2 separate regions of the Mus musculus genome follow, and region 1 is linked to region 2. The links are chromatin contacts, called in public Hi-C maps. All regions are on one chromosome and are shown on one strand. The core of a region is the stretch at or near the end of the contact, and the rest is flanking DNA. Distances in the headings are between cores, read along the strand shown.

The links. Hi-C and Micro-C count contacts between places; a contact is called where the count stands out from the background.
Region 1: a contact with region 2 is called in a Hi-C map of liver, with 2.2 times the contacts expected there. The contact joins two enhancer-like sites. A contact is called at or near these places in 3 of 39 promoter capture datasets (cranial neural crest, liver and pre-B cells) and 3 of 484 Hi-C or Micro-C datasets (LSK cells, embryonic retina and liver).

What each region holds. Positions count from the first base shown.
Region 1 is chr2:155,893,751-155,896,450 of GRCm38.p6, forward strand. The region is part of intron 6 of Uqcc1 (ubiquinol-cytochrome c reductase complex assembly factor 1); the gene reads right to left. Among named protein-coding and RNA genes, the nearest start is that of Uqcc1, 35 kb to the right of the region's middle. Within about 2 kb of position 1,446, at least 39 of the 459 cell types and tissues checked have an H3K27ac peak or open chromatin away from gene starts, as enhancers often do. A contact at or near this core is called in liver, where this site is marked.
Region 2 is chr2:155,639,677-155,642,376 of GRCm38.p6, forward strand. It overlaps Trpc4ap (transient receptor potential cation channel, subfamily C, member 4 associated protein), which reads right to left. Exons shown (of 19, transcript NM_001163452.1): 12 at 1,913-2,014; 13 at 798-881. Among named protein-coding and RNA genes, the nearest start is that of Gm22334, 12 kb to the right of the region's middle. Within about 2 kb of position 1,270, at least 54 of the 459 cell types and tissues checked have an H3K27ac peak or open chromatin away from gene starts, as enhancers often do. A contact at or near this core is called in liver, where this site is marked.

The DNA.
Region 1 (2,700 bases), core at 196-2,695, 250 kb after region 2:
GCATTCTGGAGGACTGGAGAGAATGCTCAATGGTTAGTAACACAGCTGCTCTTGCAGAGGACCGGGCTTCGACTCTCAGAGACTCTCAGAGCTCACTCAGGGGCTCACAATCACCTGTAACTCCTGTTCCAGGGATCCAATGTCCTCTGACCTCTGAGGGCACCAGGTACACAGGTGATGATATATACAGATGTGCACAGCTCCTCCCTACCCTATACCTAATTTTAAAAAAAAATCTAAAATCTAAATGAAAACAGCACACTGGAAGGGATTGATGCTTACGCTGACACGGGCTTACCTGTAAAACAAAAGCCACTCCTAGAAAGGAAGAAACCAAATTTTACTAAAGATAAAGATATAGCCTGGCATAATGTTGCAAGCCTGTGACTCCAGCACTGGCTGAGGCGAGGACACCATGAATTTGAGGGCAGCCCAGGATACACAGGGGAGACCCTGCCTCAGAAAGCACAAACGTAGATGAATCGCCCCTCGCCACCAGAAGATTGACAGAACAGATTAAAGCAACCAAGTGAGGCCCAAAGAGAAAGTAAAATTAATGAAACAAATTCAAAATGTCTCATCTAATGACTAGATGACCTAGGGTCTAAGACAAAGCTAACACAGGCCACACCCTCACTGTATGAGAAGAGTCAGTGCGAGCCAATTTGGAGAATACTGAAAATTACGTTTACACAAAACCAAACAGCTCAATACAATACGTAATTGGATTAATAATTAATCCTTAGACTAAGCACTCATGTTAACTGGTATTTTGTTTGTTTTTCCTTATTCTTTCTTTTAGAGGGGGTTGTGCGGCTCAGGCCCGTCTTGAACGCCTTGATCCTGCTGCTTCTGCTTCCAAAGAGCTGGGATTACAGCCCTGTACCACCACACCCTGGTCCTAGGTTAAATGTTGAAAAGGGCTCTTTGGGGGAGGGAAGGCTTACAGACTCAAACAAAAATGACCCTTACGAATGCAAAAATAAACATTAAAAAGAAAGTAACAATAAAATTCATGTATTAATTAATCACATGTTTAGCAAGTCTTCGTGAGCACCTACTCCAAATGCAGGCTGATCTGGGAGCTAGGCTGATCTGGGAGCTAGGCTGTGAGCTGGGCTGCGAGCTGCGCTGCTCTACAGCAAGCCGACACGCTCCTCCCACAGTTGCTGATGCTCTTAAACCTGCAATTTATTATTGAGGTTATAAGCCTCAGCACTATCCCTGTCTCTCAGTGATTCCAGGGCCTCATAAATAATCCTGATCTCTTTTACATATAAGGAAGGCGAAGAACCCAACTAGCAAAGTAAAGAAAAACAGGAGAGTTCAAGCCTTCCTCTGACGGCTCCCCAGTCTCTGTAGAAGGCCAGCCCAGAGACAGGCTCTACAGTAGAAGACCCGATGCATCGGTACCCGTCACCTGCCTCTATTTACACAACTGTTTATCCAGTCCAGCTCTCTGCCTTTCATGTGCTTACGTAACTTAAGGTCACACAGCGGAGAAGAGAGGAGCTGACACCAGCTGAGCTTTCCCCAGGCCAGTGTCTCTCACATCTCACACTATTCCTTCAATTCAGTGAGGCCCAGCTCAGCAGCCTCTTCCTGCGAGAGAGCGTCCCTGTCTGCAGTCAAAAGAGCAAGAGCCTCCTCTCTCTTCGAGCCAAGAAGAGCGGCCATGGCTCTTCCCAGCATCAGCCGAGAGGGTAGAATCCTGTGACTTAAGGCTGATCTCCTGCCACATCTTGGCAGCTCTGAACATCCTGTCTCACACAACCATGTTTGGAATTTGGCCTGGTTCGACCAAGTCTACTGTTGAGAGGATGTGATTCTGAACTCCATAACCAGTGGGCATGCGCACAGGTCTGCCACACTGACAGCTATAAACGAATCTCAAGTGGGATTTTTTTAGAGCTTGTTTGCCTTACTATGCCATCCACTGAGGCCACGAGAGAGATGCCAACGTGGCCACTCAGCCCCTTTGTTTGCTAAGGAGTGGTTTATATATTGGTGAGCTGGCACACTGACCCTTTCCTGGGGCTATGTGCATGGTTATCTATATCTAGTCTCCTAAACTTCGTCTCTAAGCTTTCTAGGGGGAGCACGGTAGCCACCAGATTCATCTGTGGCAAAAGAAAGCAAATCAAAATGCTTCCTGAAAGCACCTCACCTGACGTGAACTACCATAAGCTACATATGGCTCGAAACCAGATCCTTAAGATCAAGGTCTTGGCTGGCAAGTACCAGGGCACTGAAGGTCAAGTGTGCTGATGAAACGCTTGTGCGTGGGTCTTTGGTTTAAACAAAAAGGAACTCAACAACCTATGTGTGTAGATGTGTGAGCGCAGCCTCTGGCTGGGGGAAGGAGAAAGGAGCTGTACACAGCTCCAGGGCACACCATATATAGCAGGTCTGAAGCTGCTGGAGTCAGCAGGAGCCCAGATGCCCACAGCTACATCAAAACTGCAAGGGCGCTTTTAAAGCGGCCCTGGCAGATGCTGCCAACGCTTGCCAGGCCAGTTCCCTAGCTGGACTGGGATGTGGATGGTATGTTTTCCAAACCCTTTCTAGTCCATACCTTACTTCCTTTTCTTCTTTATAAGAGTCTTACCTGGCTCCCCTAATGTTCACTCTCCATCTTGCTTTGGCACTTAAAACATCTTTACAAGTTACTTCTGACTCTCCTAACAGTTCAGGCCCATC
Region 2 (2,700 bases), core at 20-2,519:
ACATTTCCCAGTCTGTGCCCCAGTCCTAGGTCTTGAGGACAGATCAATAAGCAAGAGGATCGCCATTCTCATGTATGGTGCTCACAGCTCGGCAGGGGCCAGTCTTTCATTGTGGGCTGGACCAAAACGTGTTTCTATGGTATATGGGCATACACAGTGGCATCTGGGCTCAAAGAGTGGCCTCTAGTAAGTTCCATGTAAAACCACTCTAGGCTTTCCACTCTCAGAATACTGGAAAGACATAGACCAGGGATGTGTGGCCAGCAGAAGGGTTTGTGTGGCGACATCACTGACTTCATATGCATTGAGCTGGTCTAGATAGGAGCCAACAGATACTGAGTGGCCCAAAGACTCAGCTGGGATACCTGAGGGAGGGTCTGAATAGGTGAACCCTGTAGGGACAGAGCCCTGTACCCAGGCCTGGTGGAATCCTCTTGTCTACAACCTTTCCAAGCCCCCCCCCCCCCCCCGGGCGGTCCCTGGCTCTATTTTCTCCCATACTGCACTGAAGCAGGTTTCTTTCCTTTCATGCTTCCTTCCCATGATCCCTGGAAGTCACACAGGCATAGCCTGGATCCATTTGTGCTCTACCTCTCTAGTGACAGCCTGATGATCACCTACCTCCTAAAATACCCTGCTGGCATGTGACAAGGACACACGCACTTACCAGCTGAATCCCATAGTGCCAGCGGCTGGTGAGGCCGCCTCCCCAACCTTAAGGAGTAGGTACTGGAGACTAACCCATTGGGAACCCCCTGGCTCCTAGACCCCTCCCAAGCACAGCTCTCCTTACTCACCTGAATGAAGACTCCGCTGGCTCCTTCTTCATGACCTGCAGCAGCCGAGTTAGTAGGCCCCTCTTGCCGTCACACACCAGACTCCTGAAATCAAAGGGACAGACAGCACTGGTGACAGAACTGAATGGCTAAGAGGGGCCACTGAGCTCGTCCTGTGTCGCTGTGGATGGAGGAAAGAACAGGCAATGTCTGAGTCTGCAAGGATGCTTTCTTGCTCCACCGTGTGCCAGGACCTCAGAGACTGCAGCCGTCAGCTCAATGGCCAGGTGCATTTCTCCTGCGCCTTAGGCCGCTTTTCCCTCCTCAGACCCACTGGCCAGAGGCAGAGGCACACCCATGGCCAGATGGGGCTCCAAACTGCCAGAAGGCGGCCATTTACATCACAAATGGGTTTAATTCAGGCCACAGCAGAGTATGCCAGATGGAATAAAAAGTCTGTGCCAATTGGGCAGTGCCCAGAGTTCTTTATCCTGCCCAGGGTCAGTTCCAGCTCAGCTGTGGGCTTCCAGGCCTCAGCTTCCCGTCTATGAGGCAAAGGCAGCAGTAGGTAAGAAAATGATTAGGCCTGTCACAGTGGCAGGTGTCTGGGCCCTTAAACTCTCTCTTCACACGGCAGCTCCATTTCCAGCCCCTGCAGACGCCGGGGCACCGATGGATCCATCTTCTCAGGAAGAAGTTGGGGATTTCTGACTGTAGCTGCTAGATTAGGGCCACACTTCACAAGCCCCCATGAGCCAGACATGGCACTGTGTTGATCCCAAAGAGGAGGTAGACATAGGGCAGAGGGTGAAGGGTTAGCTTCTTCTTGTCCTGCTTGGCACAGCTGCCACTGGGCAAGAAATGAGGATACCAGTAAAGGGGCCATGATTTGCATGGGATAAGGTGGAAGGACAGAGTATAGCTGACCTTTGCTGTCATATACATGTAAAGAGGAAGATGACGATGGCACTTCCTTCTGAGGCTGCTGTGATCCTCAGTTAGGAAATGCAGGAGATGTGAGGATCTAGCTCACAAAGCCAGTGGGGTGGTAGCTACGTGTGAGGAAGCACAAGTACGCAGCCCCGCGTGTGCCCTGCTGGGAGCCCTGTATCCACAGCGGTCCCCACAAAGATCACCTGTCAGTGTTGAGGACAGCCTCCACCTCAGGGATGTTGGCTTTCAGCGAGATGGCACTGAGCTCATTTAGCTCCTGGTTGTTGAGCAGCAAGTACTTGTTCCTGAAACAGACGGGTGCAAAGGGTAAAGGGCGGGGCTGGAGCTGCTGAGCAGCTCTGCAGCGGGCACAAAGTCTGCTCTGCCCACTCCTGTCGGGAGGAGCACTGAGAGTCCCCCAGCACTTCTACACGTGCTTGTCATTCCTAACAAGCCCGTCCTCGGCACCTCCAGGTCTCCATGTTGCACACTGAACACTTCTCTATGACTTCTCAGAGTCACCTGCACTTCAGCACATCTGATCCTGTCTGCCATCTTAGTCCTGAGCCTAGCCCTGCTGCAGCATTCTCAGTGGCCAGAGTCACAACGCAGAGGCCTGACCAACTGTGACACAATCGCTCCTCTTCCTTCCGTCCAGGCTTGTCATTACGGTCTGTGCAGCACAGAAGCACTTGCTCAGCTGCTTCTCACAGGAAGGGAACCCTCCCTCAGCTCCTTGAGTGATTTCTAAAACAGGACTGGGACCATGTCATTATTGAAAATGCTTACCCAATTCTCACACCCTGTTGTGTGAACCCCTAGGGAGTGATCATGTCTTTGAGGCCCTGTGCAGCCAGGCCACCTCTGTGGCTACAACAAACTGAGCAGCTCACACCTGCCACACCATCTGGCCACTCTGGTTTTCATGACCACGCCATATCCTCCTACAGGGCTTCTCTATGTGGGAGCCTTCTGGCTCAACTCTCTCACG